Linked DNA regions of Mus musculus: all the other regions are linked to region 2. Evidence: chromatin contacts called from public Hi-C and HiChIP or PLAC-seq data. All regions are on one chromosome and are shown on one strand. The core of a region is the stretch at or near the end of the contact, and the rest is flanking DNA. Distances in the headings are between cores, read along the strand shown. Region 1 overlaps Zswim6 (zinc finger SWIM-type containing 6). Region 2 overlaps Gm31452 (a long non-coding RNA gene). Region 3 overlaps Ndufaf2 (NADH:ubiquinone oxidoreductase complex assembly factor 2).

Region 1 (3,166 bases), core at 108-2,607, 730 kb before region 2:
AGGTCTTTTATGTATATTTGTGTGTGCCTAAGTATATGTATGTCTAGGTGCCTGGAAGGTCAGAAGAGGGTGTCAGATCCCCTGCGGTTGGAGTTTTAGGCAGTTGTGAGCCTGTATTGTGGGTACCGAGAACAAAACCTCGATCCCCTTCCAAGAGCTCAGGTGCGCTTAGCTGCTGAGCCACCTCTTCAGCCTGTTGAAAAACAAAAACAAAATAAAAATGAATTTTAAGTAAAGCAACTACACATTAGGAAGACTGAAAGACCAATAGAAAATTGAACAAAGGGTATGGTGGGATCGTCTACAAAGAAGCAATCTGCTCTTAAAGGGTAAACATGCCCTGCTGCATCCCAAGGATGAACAGTGTGCATTAAAGTACTGAAATCTGTTCTCCAAAAAGAATTTTGGTAACAGCGGCTGAGCAAAGACTCTGCAGTCGTGTGTCACAAAGGGAACACACAGTACAAAATGCAGAGCTCGAGAGATGCTCGAGAAGATGTGCAGCTTCAGGTAGCAGCAGCGAGAGGGTGCTAGACAGCCTCTGTGAAGGAGGTGTGCACACACTCAATGTCCAGTGCAGGTGTTGCCTGGGATCCAGTGATGCTCCATGGAGGTGTTGTAATTAAAGATGGTTTAATGTAGTCCAGGCTGACCTTAAACTTGCTGTCTAGCTGTGGAGTTAGTCCCTACTGAGCACCATGCTGCCAGAGATAGGGCTGGGTAGCTATTCTGCCACTGTATGCCCTTTGCTCTGCAGTGTGACCTATTTGAAGCTACTCTATATATACACAAAAAAGTTTCTGAAAGCATAAATTATGAAGGGTCTTGAGAATATTAGAATATTTAGTGCTGCAGTGTAGCTCAGCGATAGCGTTCCCATGCATAGCCTGCTCAGGGTCCTAGTTTATTCTTCAGTATTATTATCATTAGGAAAAAAAAGGCTTAAGAATTAATAAAATGTTTTTATGCTTAAAAATTAACGTTATTTTCAGAAGCAAAATTTGGGTACTTTAGTTAGGTAGTGGGGAGCATGTGTGTTTAATTAAATTCCGTCTTCAGCAGTATTAAAAGTCAATCAGTTGTGATTTGGTGAGAACATATTACAGACTCATGGGAAGACTGAGTTGCAAGGAATGTTTTGGACCCAGAAAAGAAGGGGTTAAAGGTGAGATGCAGGTAAGAAAGGGTTAAGGGCATTATGCAAGCTGTTAAGTAAAAAGGAAGTGCATTACAAAATGCTGAGCTCAGGAGTCTGGCTGCCAGCCAAGCCCTTGCTTCCCTCACTACAGCTGAGGGCTTTCGAAGCTTCCCACCACTGGGTTTGTCTGAACTGTTTAGGAATGCGGCCGCGGTCGCCAGCTGACGTCAGCGCCACCGGTTCAGCCCCAGGCCAGAGCGGTGCTCAGACTCTGCTTGCTGGAGTGGGCGGGGAGGGGCGGGGCAGGGCGGGATCCGTAAGTGATTGACAACGAGAGGGTCGGATCGCTTTGGGTGCCGGAGAGGGTTACAGAAACCTTGGGGTGAGGGAGCAGGTTAGGAGTTTTTAATACTAAGATTGTCGATAATGATACTTTGTAGTAAAAGACAACAACTTTCTTTTTTGTAAGTTCGGTACGGCTTCTGTTTAATTTTAAACAAAACCAAATATAACTTACATATTAACTTGGATATTTCAAACTCTATTTCCCCTCTTTTGAGAAAGGAAGAGACTGTAAAGTCTTGCAGATTTTTCGGATGAAGGAACAGAAAGGTGGTTTTTGCTGGATACTGAGACCTTTGACTTTTGTTACTAAAATCCATTTTTATTTTTGACTTGGCACAGGAAAGAAATCTAAGAAGCTCTCATGCAGTGTAAAGCAGAGATCAAAAAATAGGGAAATATAAGTGAAAAAGAGTCAAATTCGAAAATATCTGCATGAAAACCATCCTGGACACGATAGCTCTGGGTTATTGAGGCTGACACATTAGCCTTTGAAGAAAAATGTTGGCTTTAACCATGATGGCATCTTTACTAGGCTTAGAGCTGTTTTTCTCTTAAATCTGTCCCTTTTCTGTGCCTGTTAACAGTTAACTTCACCGTTCACATTTGTTTTTCTTGACTTAATTAAATCATTTTGCTTAGTCATAGCTGAGAGTTTTGTTCGTCTTCTAGCTCTTGGTTAATGTGAGTGAGAATCACAAATTTATTAGCTATTTTTGTGTGTAGGGTGTTTAGGCAACTTGAGGTGTGGGTAGTGGACCTGGGACAGTCCTGGATGAAGGCTCTGAAAAGGGGTCACTGAACTTCCTGGAAAACTTCAGTGACTTGACTAGGTTAACAAAGAAAGGCTGCTTTGATTGGCTGCTGAAGTTACCTCTGCTGTTCATTTTAATTGACTGTTAAGAAACATCTTCTGGAGCTAGAGAGAGATGGCTCAGCAGTTAAGAGCACTGACTGCTCTTCCAGAGGTCCTGAGTTCAGCTCCCAGCAACCACATGGTGGCTCACAACCATCAGTAATGGGATCTGATGCCCTCTTCTGGTGTGTTTGAAGACAGCTACAGTGTACTCACATAATAAGTAAATAAGTAATTCTTTAAAAAAAAAAATCCAACTTCTTCTGCGTGATCTTGATCATTCCATTAGGCGTCGTGGTCACCCATCCTGTGAGTCACGAGGGTTTAATTATGTGAAGAGGCTTATAGACTAAGAAAAAATACACCACACAAACTTGGACTTTGCAAGTTTGGCAGAGGCAAAATGGTCAGTCACAAATTACCCAAGGGCTTCTGAGGGCAGTGCTAAACTGACAGAATTTAAGGGTGTTCTGAGTTTTTATAGCAGTATTGTAATAATTGGAGTGTTTTCTTCTCAAAGTGTGCATGTGTGTGTTTTATGGCAATATTTAGGATAAAAACATGCACTTGTATGTAACAATATAAGATGATTGTGATTGGCCATGTGAGTTTCCAGACCCCTTTTCTGCACAAAGGTCACAGTTAAAGACATCATCACTAGTTTTTTAAAAACCTGTCTTTCGGTATCTGCTTTTGGGTCAGCTAGGGTTATGATGTGTGTATGTTACCATTCTTTAAAACTTCTTTGCCGGGTGGTGGCGCACGCCTTTAATCCCAGCACTCGGGAGGCAGAGGCAGGCGGATTTCTGAGATCGAGGCCAGCCTGGTCT
Region 2 (3,020 bases), core at 433-2,932:
AAAGGTGAGCATAAACCCAGACGTATTTCCTGCCTATGAATACTCCCGCACCTACATTCAATCAGGGGTGAGAATACATCCTGAGGTATTTTCTGCCCACGAACCTCCGGCCTACCTGTGATCAACCACATCTGGTGCAGGCGAGTGAAACTTGTTTAGAGAAATGAAAACATCAGTAACCTCCGGTGTCTAATTTTCGTTCTCACACTGTGAGGGGGAGCAGCGATGAGGACGCACAGGGTCCATCTGGGCAGGTATGCGCCTGCTCTTGTAGCGCCACACCCATAGGGAAGCAGCTTTGAATGTGAGGGCCACACCCACAGTCTACACTCTTTAGCCTCTGCCTTCCTCCCTACCAATTCAGCTGCTCCCTCCACTTATTTTGTTTCATTTTGCTTTTAATGTTTCCCAACACTGATTCCCCACTATTCTATGTAGCTGAGGATGACTTTAAACTTCTGTCTCTGTCTCCCAAATGCAGGGATGCCATCCATGCTCGGGCACACCAGCTTGCTTGCTTGCTTGCTTGCTTGCTTGCTTGCTTGCTTGCTTGCTACTTTGATTCTGGACTTTTCTGAGTTTCTCTTGTTGGCTGCTGTCTCTGACACATCTGGCTGTCATCCATGAGTGGTCTAACCTCCTGGGCAGATACCCATTATTAGATCTATTTTAAATATGATTGCCTTAGGCCAAGTGACAAATTCCTAATCAGTCGCTCACAGTCAGTTATCGGGATCAGGTGACAGAAGGCCTGCCACTGGGCTCCAGAGGTAAAATCTGCGCATGTCCACTACCGCATCAGTCACAACAGAGTGCAAGTTTTTCTTCACAGTCTAGTTCCCTGCAGGACACTAACCCTAAGACCGGTAATGGCATCTTCCTCTTCACACCTCCAGCACAAAGCTGGTGCCGGGTAGGCTCTCAGTATAGCTCTGTCAAAGTTAATTGAGCCGACAGTAAAAGCAGACAGCCAAATTTGAATCGCAGGGATGATATTTCTCTGCTGCTCAATGAGTGCAAATTACTTGACCTTTCTGAACTTTCTCCTCCTATGTAGGAAGGTCTTTATTGCACGCCACAGAAATCCACTGTTACAGATTTCTTCTCAGATAACAAAAGATAAATGCACTTAATTTACAATATAAAAACCTTCATGATAAATATTAAATAAGACATCGGCATACATGTCGCCTCTCTGGCTGTACCTCTGCCATGTGTTGTAACTATGTGCAAATATGTGTTCCTTCCCATCAGAGGGTCCCAAAGAACGGGATCTGGGCTTCCCTAACTTCTGTATCCTTGTCTCCTCCTACGCTAAAGCTCTGCACAAATTAATAGTGTGAAAGGTCAGCAGATTCAGGTACCGCTTGTACTTAAAATCTTCACATTAGGGTTTTTTGTTGTTGTGTTTTACAAATCAAACACTGGTCGCATGAAGCATCATGCATACATTAAATTCAAATCTATCTATCTTCGACAATTCAGAATGCTGAACAGTTTCTCAGAGCAAATGAAATCGAGGCTCATGGGGATCCAGTCTTTCAGTGTGTGTCTCCATCTACTGTATTTACAGGAGAGTTGCTCCCTCTCAGAGTGACTTTCCTCAGCTTCTCTCTGCGGACAGTCAAGCCGCAGCCCTGGGATACGAGTGCATGTCCTCAGCAGCCACTAGGGGGCAGGCTAGCGTCTCTTGCAGAGTACTTACCCCCAAGGGCAAGTGAGTCTAGAGGAAACAGTAAATACACCAGTTGTGACCGCGTTGTTTCCAAATGGAAAAATACACGCGGGCATGTCCAGATTCTCATTTCGTATTCCTTTCGCTGGATATGTGATCCTTCGGCTCAGCTTACCTCTTGTTTTCTATTTCCTCCTTCCAAGTCTTTCTCCTACGGGTTGCAACAAATGAGCCTTTTTTCCCTTTGAGAGGCTTAACCCACAAAAACAAATCAGGAGGTGACACAAACACTGCATAATTTAGTTAGTGAAGGTTTGATGGCTGAGGTTTCATTTGGGTTTCTCTTAGAATAAAGCCTGATTTTTCTCAAGTTTTTCATGTATTAAACAGCTAGTCAAGATGAAGGGGAGACAGAGATTCAAAGAAACAAAATAAAAACAAACAAACAATGAGCGGGAAAGGGATGGGAGGTCTGTTATAGAGGGAGATCAGAGAATAAACAACTGCTGAAAGATAGCTTCAGAAAAGAAGTTGACCTGAGGGTCCTATTGGTCCATGCCAAGATATCAGCACCAGACAGACAGCTGTCTGCTGCTGGCTGGAACTTCCGCAATTGTGACAGCTGCTTCCTCATCTGGAATGAAAGTGATTTGGACTAGATAATCTTCTAACTCAAAAGTGGGTCTGTGCCAAACGAGGGAAAGCATGGGGTGGGTGTATAAGAAAAACTCTGGGAGACTCTGAGAACAAACAAACCGAGTGCAAAGCCAGAATTATCTACCAGAACACCTGCTTGCAGACACAGTATGTCCTCCCAGATAGAGCTCCGCCCCTACCTTGCCCCTGACCTTCCATCTACTACTGCAAGCCCAGGGGAGGTGGAAGGCCTCTGAGCCCCAGGAACTACGGAACAACGGGACTGGTGTAAGAGAACTGGTGTGGGCTGAGACTCTGAAGGAGACATTTTCAACCCTAAATGACAAACTACTAGCATTCTAACAAGAACTTGCTCTATCCTGGCTAGGGGAATATACACCCCTGGGGACTGGGTCGATCTTCTGTCCTGGGTGGTTTGAGCTGAGCTGCAGGTGTCCCTGTGAACATTATATGACATTTAGGAAAAGCCAGTATCTTTTGATCTTGCCTGCACTGTTGCAATTATACTAATTTCATAGCACCCTAATAGTCAACCAGGCTGTGGTTTCAAAGCTAATACTGTTCTCTAACATCATGATAACCGATTAATTACTATTTACCAAGCTCACATTTTCATGTTAATATTTCTGAGAGCTGTCTCCACATAATCACCATAATTACTGGTGATAGAGCTTCCACCCCTTAAAGT
Region 3 (3,186 bases), core at 410-2,909, 980 kb before region 2:
TCAGTGCGGTACAATGTGAGCTCTCTTTCACAAAGCTAATGAGGTAGACTTTCCCTGACTCTTAGTCTATTAGAAGCCATTAGTAGCAAATGTTTAAAAATATCGTTCTTTTCAGACTAACAATAGTTGGAAGCATAATGCAGTCTTCTGTTTGAAAAGTGGTTATGTTTATTGCTAATTATTGACAAAATGCATGATGATTCAGTAATATGTTTACAGACAGTAAAAAAGAAAGCTATAATATTAACAGTCTGCCGTCTTTACTTTTAACATGTGCTTCATGAAGGGAAAAAGGAGTTCAAGGAACCAATGGAGACAGAGCAGTCAGAGGCGCTTGGAAATGGTGCTGATGTGGACTAAGTTCGGGAGATGTGTAGGCGCACTTAGCGTGGCTTTGCTTGCTTCCTGGACCATGATCTGGACTCTGGGCTGGAAGCTCCAGAGACTCATTGTCTAGGCTGAAGGTCGTTTAACTCTGAATCGCATGGTCTTGAAGTGGTTACCAGAACTCCAAGTACTGGATTACAGTGGGGGCAACAGGAGCTTGGTTAGTATTCAAATGAGGGGAATGTATGAATTAAATGCTTAGTTGCTTCATACTTATTTAGTGTTGCCTATTCTGTCCATCTTACAACTGACTCAGGCTGACCAAGCAGTGCAAGTGCTTGGGAACGGTTGTTGTTTCTGTTGTCTCTCAATATAAGGCAGAGTCTGATAGATTGGAATCAAAAAGTGTCATGTGCTGGCTAAGACTCTCCAGGACAGTGTTTATCAGGATTATCTGCCAGCATTTGTCTCTCGAGTCTCCTCTTCTCTGCTCCCTATTCTGAGTGCCGTGTCTCTCGTACTGTTTTGTTTGTTTGTTTTATTTTCAAGACAGGGTTTCTCTGTATAGCCCTGGCTGTCCTGTAACTCACTTTGTAGACCAGGCTGGCCTCGAACTCAGAAATCCGCCTGCCTCTGCCTCCCAAGTGCTGGGATTAAAGGCATGTGCCACCACGCCCGGCGTCTCTCATACTGTTACTGCAGTTATATTCTAGTCAGAGGCTGCTGGCCTGCCACTTCCCTGCTCTGGCCTATAATATGTTGATTTTGCAGTTTAACATTCAGAGAGGAAGATTGCTTCTGAATTTTTAAGGCCTATTTATTTCAACGTTGTCTCCAAGTAACCGATATTTATTGAGTTCTCTGTGCTCTGTATTCTTAGGCATATATAGCCCTACTTTCCTGTAGACTTAAATTACAGGGTAGGAGTATATGTTCTTGCGAAAAGTAGACCCTTCTTACCCCAAATCTCATCTTTTTAGGATTGTGGTCGAAACGTATAAGGAAACTGTAGCATGTTCACACTCTGGGGTCCAGCACCACAGACTGAGAGAAGTGGACTATGAATATGGGTGACTCTCAGAAAACATGGAAGTGCACAAACAGCATATCCCAGGAGTTCCATCTTGTGTGCCAATTATGTAAACTTGGAACTAGGGAAAGATACGGCATTCCTAAGGTGGGGAGTTAACGGAGCACTTCACATTTACAAGTCTAATGGAAATGACAGCAACAGAGAACATTTTAAAAGGCCAAGATGGCATCTATGCTTTGGGGGCTAGAAAGCATACAGACAGTTGGTAACAGCCTTGCCAAAAACGGTTAGGAAGTAACCCAACGTGAGCACAGAACTCACAGTGCTTTATAGTCAGTCAGCAGTGTCTGGAAACTGAATGTGGGTGACCTGGTGCTAAAAACCAGGAACTGATTGGAAAATTTTTAGTTGTAATCTGCTGCTGACCATTTAGTAGAAGAAACAATAAAGTTAATTGTTACAATTTCCTTCTCTCAAAGCCATCACTGATTCGGGGAAGTGTCATCTACAGATACTGAAACGCCTGCTTTCTGTGTTCTAGCAGGCCTCCCAGGCTGAAAGCATAGCACCGTGAATTCCGTACTGCTTACAAAAGGGGAACTAGACCTTCTTACCAGATAAATCTGGCAGACAAAACCCTAGCCAGATGGTCAAATGTTTTGCTAAGCCATACAAAATTGATGTTACGAGTATCTTCTTGTTTAAGGCATAGAATACGGCATCATCTGTAAAATAACTTACAAAATGCATAAGCCTAATATAACATGAGAAAATGATCAGAAAACATAAGTTGGGAGACATTCCATCAAACTTCAGCCCTGTCATGTCAGTGTTGTGGACAGCTAAGTTCAGGAAACCTAACACTGCGCTGGGGTAGGACTTGACTGTGGAGGATAGTTAGGCCCAACTGGTGAAGTCGAGGCCTGTGCCGTGTATTAAATAACAACTCCTATCAGCGCTAAGTCTGCAGAAAAGGATGATGGTAAATTCTCTTGGTGATAGTTCACACCGGCAATAGCTCCTTCCCTTCCAGTTGGAAACTCCAGGTTCATACTTGTGAAGGAGAAAACAGTCCAGTTCAAAATATCCATGCAGATATTGCACATTGATCTGTAACTGTTGGCTTTTGGGAAACGGGCGGGATAACTCATTTCTAGTCAAAAAGAGTTAACTCACAAAGCTTAAATCTGAAGAACAAAGGCGTGATGTGGTGTTTCATGGCTGCTGCAGAATGCTTAAGAGGCAGAGCCTTCCGTGTAGCTCTTCAGCAGTTCTTTGATCCTTGTTTCAGCCTTGGCTGGCACCGTAAAGGGCAGGTGACCGTAAAGGGCAGGTGAGCACTGGGTTAGAGCCCATGCTTAAGGCTTTACTAACACACTTGAGCCTCCACGTGCATCCCTAGCCCTGCAAACGACCACTCAGAGGCAAATAGAATGTGTAAAGTAGCTGCTTCGAGGGAAGGGATTATAATATTTTTTTCATGACAAACGTGTGGCATTAGTCCTGCAAACTTCAACTTAAGAGAGAGGGAAAAAAAGAAGAAAGAAATTGTTTTGTTTTGAAAGATAGGCTCTTGCACTGTAGCCCAGGTTGGCCCTGAACTCGAAACAGTTTTCTGGTCCTACTCTCCTGGTTCCTGGTATTGCAGGGGTGAGGCCCATGCAGTGCTACACATGAGGAGTGGCTGATCTTCTCAGCTTTAAGTTCTGTGAGCCAAACCCTTCTGTGGTAGACCTAGTAGTTACTCCAAACACTCTAAGGTAGTTGTAGTGTGAAACAGTTGTAGGCAGCATATCTGATTGTGGTTGTGTCCAATAAAACTTTAT

The links. A called contact is a pair of places that touch in the nucleus more often than the background predicts. HiChIP or PLAC-seq counts read pairs in DNA pulled down with a chosen protein or histone mark.
Region 1: a contact with region 2 is called in a Hi-C map of CD8 T cells, with 6 times the contacts expected there. The contact joins two enhancer-like sites. A contact is called at or near these places in 1 of 484 Hi-C or Micro-C datasets (CD8 T cells) and 2 of 115 datasets of contacts at active chromatin or transcription factors (astrocytes and pancreatic cancer cells).
Region 3: a contact with region 2 is called in an H3K27ac HiChIP or PLAC-seq map of microglia, with 7 times the contacts expected there. The contact joins two enhancer-like sites. A contact is called at or near these places in 2 of 115 datasets of contacts at active chromatin or transcription factors (embryonic basal ganglia and microglia).

What each region holds. Positions count from the first base shown.
Region 1 is chr13:107,829,547-107,832,712 of GRCm38.p6, reverse strand. All of the region lies in intron 5 of Zswim6 (zinc finger SWIM-type containing 6), which reads left to right. Among named protein-coding and RNA genes, the nearest start is that of Zswim6, 59 kb to the left of the region's middle. Within about 2 kb of position 1,357, at least 111 of the 459 cell types and tissues checked have an H3K27ac peak or open chromatin away from gene starts, as enhancers often do. A contact at or near this core is called in CD8 T cells, where this site is marked.
Region 2 is chr13:107,100,438-107,103,457 of GRCm38.p6, reverse strand. All of the region lies in intron 4 of Gm31452 (a long non-coding RNA gene), which reads right to left. Among named protein-coding and RNA genes, the nearest start is that of Gm41051, 20 kb to the left of the region's middle. Within about 2 kb of position 1,682, at least 105 of the 459 cell types and tissues checked have an H3K27ac peak or open chromatin away from gene starts, as enhancers often do. A contact at or near this core is called in CD8 T cells and microglia, where this site is marked.
Region 3 is chr13:108,076,439-108,079,624 of GRCm38.p6, reverse strand. All of the region lies in intron 3 of Ndufaf2 (NADH:ubiquinone oxidoreductase complex assembly factor 2), which reads left to right. Among named protein-coding and RNA genes, the nearest start is that of Smim15, 34 kb to the right of the region's middle. Within about 2 kb of position 1,659, at least 16 of the 459 cell types and tissues checked have an H3K27ac peak or open chromatin away from gene starts, as enhancers often do. A contact at or near this core is called in microglia, where this site is marked.